Regions from separate parts of the Mus musculus genome. Here region 1 is linked to region 2. Evidence: chromatin contacts called from public promoter capture Hi-C data. All regions are on one chromosome and are shown on one strand. The core of a region is the stretch at or near the end of the contact, and the rest is flanking DNA. Distances in the headings are between cores, read along the strand shown. Region 1 holds the start of Prkaa1 (protein kinase, AMP-activated, alpha 1 catalytic subunit). Region 2 overlaps Oxct1 (3-oxoacid CoA transferase 1).

The links. Promoter capture Hi-C pulls out the DNA fragments that hold promoters and counts their contacts.
Region 1: a contact with region 2 is called in a promoter capture Hi-C map of the C10 cell line, with 7 times the contacts expected there. The contact joins the promoter of Prkaa1 here to the enhancer-like site in region 2. A contact is called at or near these places in 6 of 39 promoter capture datasets (the C10 cell line, cranial neural crest, frontonasal cranial neural crest and 2 more) and 3 of 115 datasets of contacts at active chromatin or transcription factors (the 230-238 cell line, embryonic forebrain and large pre-B cells).

What each region holds. Positions count from the first base shown.
Region 1 is chr15:5,141,125-5,145,124 of GRCm38.p6, reverse strand. It overlaps Prkaa1 (protein kinase, AMP-activated, alpha 1 catalytic subunit), which reads right to left and starts at 1,264. Exons shown (of 9, transcript NM_001013367.3): 1 at 1,130-1,264. The coding sequence starts at 1,256.
Region 2 is chr15:4,061,879-4,065,801 of GRCm38.p6, reverse strand. The region is part of intron 7 of Oxct1 (3-oxoacid CoA transferase 1); the gene reads right to left. Among named protein-coding and RNA genes, the nearest start is that of BC037032, 36 kb to the right of the region's middle. Within about 2 kb of position 1,586, at least 10 of the 459 cell types and tissues checked have an H3K27ac peak or open chromatin away from gene starts, as enhancers often do.

The DNA.
Region 1 (4,000 bases), core at 15-2,514, 1.1 Mb before region 2:
GCAAGAGAAGGAAGGGCTCTTTCTGCCCTCCTGGGAGAACGGAGCTCAGTTAGCTTGCTGTGTAATTTGACAAACTTTTTCACTTCAATCAAATATCTACTAAGGAGCTTACTATATATGCAGGCCATAGTCTATTATTTCTCCAAAACCAATGTATGAATTATTTCTTATCAGCTCCAAACTTCCTTCCTCTAAATACTTAATAGCAGGCTTAAATATTTTAAAGGGGAAAAAAGTCCACCTCACAAAGGTTGTAATCAGAATTTTCCTTGTCACAGGTGGTGGGCTAGAGTAGTTAGTTGAAGACAGAATGCTTGTGCTTTTGCTAAGGCGGTAACAGGGGATTCTACCAAAACGAACAAAAAGTCCAAATGATGTGCACTGAATTACTAAAATATAAATATACTGTGAGAATAAACGGAAACTATACCTATAAGCTAATAAATACCATCTGGAGTTAACATATGCCCTACCTACCAGGTATAGCTCTCGGAAACCGCAAAACTTCCGAAAACGGAATCACTTAAAAGCAGCATCTGCATCCAACTGTAAACCACGCATAGGAAACACCGCGCCAGTTCACAGGCATATGCATCAAAAGTCCTGACGGAGATCAATAGTCCTAACAAGGGCATTACTATTTCTGAAAGGTATCTCCACAGCTACCTTGCTTTTGGAAGAACACATTTCGATTCAGGAAACCGAAGAAGCACTTTAGTCCACAACCTCCTAAAAGCGAGGCAGCGACAACTCCGAGGACCGCCAGGGCGCGATGGGCTGGCTCTGCGCCAAGGGCACACAGGGGATCAGAAGACCACAAGAGACCCCCTCGTCCGCGCCGGGCGCCCCCGCGCGCTCAGTGCCCAACTCCCTCGCCTGGGAAAGTTGCACCCAGAGCCATCCCCGCCCCTCCGGCGCCGCGCCGTCGCCATGGCGACCGCCCCCACCCCACCGCGGCGGACCCCACAGCTCTGCAGCCCGCGGCAGCCTCGGGCTCCGCTCCCAGCGCCGCCCGGACCGGGGATACGGAGCCCAGACACCCGGAAGGCGGGCGCGGGGGAGGATGCGGAGTGCGAAAGGCGCAGTCGCTCGCCGTTCGCCGGGTCCGCGCTGGCCCGGGCGTCCTCACCCTTCACTTTCCCGAAGGTGCCGACACCAAGCGTGTCCCCCAGGATGTAGTGGCCGATCTTCACCCGCCCGTCGTGCTTCTGCTTCTCGGCCGTCGCCATCTTTCTCCAGGAACTGAGTCTGCGCATGGCGCCGCGGGAGGGGGCGGAGGGGGCGGGCAGGGCCGCGCCGGGGGCGGGCGGGCGCCGAGGGGGTGGGGACGCGGGTGCGCCGCGGTGGGGCGCAGTCGCCGGCCACCGCCCGCGCAGGCCCCGCAGTCCCCGCAGCCGGCCGCCGAGCGCACTCGCTCCCCCTGGCGGGCTAGGCGGCGGGAGCGGCGCCGGTACTCGCCTCGGCGCCCCGCATCCCTCTGCGCGCGCCCGCGCTTCTGCGCGCGGGAGGGCTTCCCCCGCCGCGGAGCCGACCGCGGCCACCCGAGGGTCTGTGGGTGCGGTACAGCACCCCACCCCCGTAATTCCCAGGAGGACGATGCTTGCTTACACGTTGCCCGGGGATAGCGCGGCGTGCTTTGAAACAAGACAGGGGACACCGCCCTACCACTGACTTGAAATCTTGATTTTCATCTCATCTCGGTGTCATCTGGAAGCCAAGGGTGTTTTCACTTGCACTTTTAATACTTACCACTGCTTTAAACAAAAAAAAACTCTGAGCCAGTAAATTACTATGGGACACCGCACATCCTGGAGAGACTTCCTAGGAAATTTGCTACCGTCAAATTTCCCCTGTGGAATGTGTGTGAGCTATGTGAATTCCAGAAAGAGGTGTTATCCCGAACTTATCGTGTTTAGAAACTAATATTTTTACATTTTCAATAAAATGTACATTTTCAGTCCACTTGAAAAAGTGTGTTGTTTGTATAAATGGAGCCATATCCAGTCACCAAAGAAGTGTGTTTATTTGTAACAGGATTTTGAAGTGAATCTGTTACTCAGTTCTAACAATAGGTAAAAATATATATGTCATCCTTCGATTTTGCAATTTGAATCTCTATCAATGTCGATGGAGAAAAAGGATGGAGTTTTGTTTTTGTGGTTTTTTTTTTTTTTTTTTTTTTTTTTTTGGAGACGAAAAATGTCATTTTTCTTTGGGATGAAAATTACCAACACTCCTAGTTTTCCCATATTCTGGCTTATGACATCAAAGCAATGTAACATCAAACGCTTTTGTTCCAAGAAAAAGTATTCAGGGGGAAGAAAGCTGCTTTAAGGTTTGAGCAATAGTTCTCAACCTTCTTAATGCTATGACCCTTAATACAGTTCCCCATGTTGTGGTGACCCGTCTCCCATCATAAAGGTATTTTCAATGCTATTTCATAGCTTTTTTTTTTTTTTGCTACTTTTATGAATCGCAATGTAAATATCATTGTTTCCTGATGATCTAAGGGGGTTGATCCCGTAGTGGGTCGTGACCCACGGGTTGAGAAACACCTGCTTCTCCGCCAAGAACAATAACTGGGAGCAATCTTCGTTAATCAACTCTCTATTTTACAAGGATTACTATAAGGCAGAAATAGCTCTGGATTCTCTCAAGGAGGGGGAAACCCTTTCAATTCTCCCACCCCTTGATCTGGCATTTTAAGTTACTTCACATTTGCCCAGGAAGGTTCTACTGTTTCTTTTAATCTACAAGAAATCAGTGGTCTCAGGCTGTAGCTCGTTTGGTTGAGTGCTGGCCTGGCGTGCTGGGTTAGATCCTCAGTAGCCTATAAAAGTGAGAATGATGACTCATGCCTGCCATCCCAGCACTCTGGGGATTATCGCTAGGGAGATCACATGTTCAAGGCCATCCTCTCCACCTAGGGACACTAAGGCTGATTTGAACTACCTGAGATTCTCAAAACTAACATGAACTAAAGTGGGATAAATGACTCGACAGTTACAGGCACACACTGTCAAGCCTGAAGACCTGAATTTGAACCCCAGGACCCCCATGGCCGAAGGTGAAAGTGAACTCCCAGAAGTTATACTCTGATCTCCACAGGCCTACCTACAGTACACACATGCATACATTAAGTAAAGGCTTTAAAAGGGGAAAAGCAAATAATCACAAAACAGTCCCGTTACGTCAACAGGATGTTGCCAAGGAGCGAAAGGAAGCTGAGTTTTGTGAAACCACTCGCCAGTTTTTCCTGAAACTGTGAAGCCTTGAGATCCTACTACAGCATCAAGCACGGAGATACACTTGTTTAAATCTTGCTTGCACTCCTGGACAGAGGCAGATGTATCCCTATGAGGTTTGGGACTACATGGAGAGCTCAGGCTAGCAGGACTGAAACTGTCCCAGAGGAAAAGCAATCTTCAAAATCTAAAGATCATACACAGAACTGGGGAGTTTGAGTTTAGGTTTTGGTTTTTGGTTTGGTTTGGTTTGGTTTGGTTTGGTTTGGTTGATTGCGAAATGTTATTGTCAGATACAATTATACTTAACACACAGAGTGCAAAGTCTCAAAAATCCTAGGACCAAAATAAAATACTCTGAGAAAGTATGAAAACAAATGTTTATCACACATCATTCACTCTCCTTCGAAACATATTTTAGTTTTTCTTTTCTTCTTCTTCTTTTTTTTTTTTTTTTTGTTTGTTTGTTTGTTTGTTTGAGACAGGGTTTCTCTGTATAGCCCTGGCTGTTCTGGAACTCACTTTGTGGACCAGGCTGGCCTCAAACTCAGAAATCTACCTGCCGCTGCCTCCCGAGTGCTGGGATCAAAGGCGTGCGCCACCACGCCCAGCTCGAAACATATTTTAAATCAATTTAACACATTGATTTGCCTTTCCATAGTCTCAGTTAGAAAGTGAATATAATAAATCATACATTTTAAAATTTGTAATTCAATAACGTTTTGTTGTTAAACGTGTTTAAGTAAAAGATACTT
Region 2 (3,923 bases), core at 337-2,836:
TGTTCTCCTAAGGTACCTGGGTTCAATTCCCCAACACCCACATAGTGGCTCACAACCATCTCTAGCTCTAGCTCGTGTGGATCCAAAGCACTTATCTGGTTTTTTGTTGTTGTTGGTTTTTTTAGGCACAGAATGCATGTGATACATGAATGGAAAATAGCCATACACATAAAATAAAAATAAAGGTTAAAAATACTGAAGATTCTAGCTGGGCATGATGGCACATGCCTTTAATTCCTGAACTTGGGAGAAGAAGCAGGTGGATCAATGTAAGTTCAAAGCCAGCCTAGTCTACAAAGCTAGTTCCAGGACAGCCATGGGCTGTTACACAGAGAAACCTCATCTTGAAAAACCAAAACTAAACAAAACCAACCAAACAAACAAAACTAAGACAAAAAAAGTCATCACAATGTGGCTTTTCACTGAACACATCGTTTATGAACTGTTTCTTTCCTTGACATTTCCTAGACATTTTTCCATCGATGTTTAACAACATCGTTACATGCTCTCTGTTTCACTTATTTAGTCTGCGAATAAAAGTTCCCTGAGGGTAGAGAGCTCTCTCTCCTTCATGTTCATGGTGAATTTGCAGCACCCAGAGACGTGCCAGGCATGCTGGAATGTCACAGCATGAGTGAATTTGTCTTAAACATCACTGAGACATTATCTAGCACTTGTCTCAAGATAAGACAAGTGAGGGAGAGATGGAGATGAGGATGGAGCAGGAAGGATGATGGACACCCAAGTGCATAGAGTGTTGGGCTGAGGAGGGGGCACTGCTGTCTCTGCTCACAGCCATGCATGTTCACAGTCCTTCTTGAAAACATACATCTTAAACATAGTATTGCAACATCATTTGCATCTCAGTCTGCACCTTTCCGTACTCTCTACCCAGACACAGCATGTGTCAGCTTGGAGGATGGCAGATGTCCCCTAATCTTTTCCTCAAGTCACCCTCCTAAAGAGATGGGGTTTGCCCGTCATTGGCATAGAACACGAACTCACAGTTTTCAAAGCTTCGCTCGTACAGATATGACAAAAAGAATCCTTAGGATATCATTTTGGAAAACACATTTTTAAACCTCCTTATGACACAGAATTTTCAAAAGAGGGAGACTGAAAACATATAATTATCCTCATGGTGGTTGCCTCTGGGAAGAAGGCAGGCTCTTATCTTCGATAGACAATTCCTAGGTCTTCAATCTTTGTAAGCCAAGCAGGTGGTGTGTACATATTTGTATGTGGCTATTATCTTGTGATGCAAAACAATTATTTTGATAGGCAATTATATAAATATACGTAAATAGGAAGAATATGAAACAGAAATGAGTTTAGCTTGTGAAAACGAATATGAAAAGTAACAAAGATAGATAGTTGAAAAGGTGTTGTGTAAATCTTTGTTTTATAGCACCAACTTAAATATACGCTGACGGCCCTGATGCACACACACAGCACAGGCTGATGCCATGCACACACACACACAATTTTTAAAAACTAATAAAACAGGTTATTTCGGTCACAGGCGGCACTGGTAGCCTTCTATGGTTGAGTCAGATGACCTTTTCTGACAAGCATGTACAGTGCACTCCAGGCTGTGTTATCAGCCGTCCCCTGAGTGAAGCACTCTCTGCCCTCCTCTAGGTGTTCTATATTAAGCATGAAAAAAAGGAAAAGAAGGAAAAATAAACAGAGAAAAGGACAGGGTTGCGCGTGTTATGCACACAGGCAGCTGGGACAGGGTGTCATGGGGAGTTGGGGGGTTGACAAGAGTTCTCCTGAGATGGACCCAAACAGACCTCAATGAGCCAGCCCAGGAGACCACACAGCCATGGCTCCTGAGATGGACCCAAACAGACCTCAAGGAGCCAGCCCAGGAGACCACACAGCCATGGCTCCTCCTCGTTGTTCATGTGCAGCACAACATCCAGGAGTCACTCTGGGCTGGTTTTACTCATCAGCTTGTGAAATTCATCAGGGACGACTTTTCCCACTCAGAGAAAGAGAGGTCCAAAATAACAGTCTGGGGCTAAAACAAGAAACATCTCTCTGGCTTGTGTGCCAGCATGTGTGCCCACTTCTACTGTCTCTCTTAAATAATCACCCAGTTCCTTCACAGGGCCAGACATACTCAACCAAAACGGGGTAGGCTGCAGCTTCATGGGGAAGCACTCAAATGGTTGCTGCCTATCAGAAAGATACGTGTGATGACATTCACACATTGCCGTTCACTTCTTTGCTTTTATGTGTCATAAGGCTGGCTGTATAGGATGCATCAGAAAGAGAAAACATATCTCTAAATGTAAGACTGTCATCTCTACAAGGTAAAAATAATAATTCATACCAAAGGTGATTTGATTTTCTCCTTTACATAAACATGCTGGCTTATTTCTTGGTGTAAAACATTTATCATAAATAAACTGTTATATAATGTTGGTGCATGACTTACAGAATTCAAACACTTGGTAGATAAAGTCAGGGAGATCAAATGTCCAAATATTATTTGGGCTATGAACAGAGTTAAGACAATTATCTTTGTCTCTGCTATCTGAAATACAGGATCTACCACAACGATACTTCCCACTGTGTAAGATACTATTCGCAGTACTAGAGTGACCTCCAATGTCCAGATGTGGGGAAAAACTGAAAAAACGCTCAATAGAATGAGCAGAATCCAGGGGAAAAGACTGAGTAAATTCAGAGGGCTCCTGCTCACAGGCTGACTCAAAGTCACCTTCAAGGTAGATGGCATCGGTGACAAAGAAAGCTTCTGGAACACTGAACAATAACCATGACATACCTGCTTGATTCTGGTTTAGTATCACCCAAGAGTTTGAAACTTTATCCATTTATGCTGACTTGGAGTATAATACATAACATGGTAGCCAACAGCAAATGTCATCATTCCATTTGCGGCTCCACGCAGTGACGTAGTTAAAAATCGCAATGCACCGAAAGAGTGTGCAGTGTCTGGCATGTAATATGTTTTTAGTTATCATCATGGTCAACATTTAGCATCCAGAATAATAGGAAAATGGAATGATCTCCCAGTTTCATTTAAATGCCACACCTCTAATGAATTCCCAAGCATCCTTTCCATTCAGACTATCACAAAACAGTTACATGGGATAGAAGAGAGAGATCCTAGCAATCTGAAGGGCAAGAAAGATAATGGGCTTAACAGAACATAGAAAAGAACAAGAAAGCACAGCTCTGGGGTCCTCACTCTACTCAGAGTTATGCAAACATCAGAAAGTTACAATAAAACTTCACATCTGAAACGTGAAGATTTCAAACAAAAAAAAAATCAATTCCAAATTATTTTCTATTTTTGAGAACACTGTTTTAAGTTCAGCTAAGCCTGTGAACCCTTTACGGACAGCATATAGAGGAGGTAGGCTTAATGCTCCTATTGCCTCAGGTTGTTCTGCTTAAATTCCTCAGACAGAATGGTGTACAAATTGAATCTTGAATCCTTATTCTGAAAGAATTATTTGCTTGCGTGTTTGTTTGTTTACATGGGTGTTTGGCCTGCATATATACACACTAGAAGAGGGAGTCAGATTTCATGATACTAAAGTTACAGACAGACTTCAGTTATAGTTTGTTGTGAGCTCTCATTCAGGAAATTGAACTTAGGACCTCTGAAAGAGTTGCTAGTGCTCTTAGACACTGAGCCATCTCTTCCACAGCACATCCTAACTCAGCCATCGTTGTTTAAAGAAGCTTCCCGTGATGAGCATGATATAGGCAAACACAGGAGTTGCCAGCCACAGGAACTAGTGAGCCTCTGAATGTTGACCAGCATGGCCTAAAACCTGAACTTACACTGCCTTTAGTTTTAACAAAAGCCACATAGGGTGAGTGGCCAGCCTACGATGCAGTCACATTAGTTGAGAATGACTACCCCAGAGTACCAGCACCAA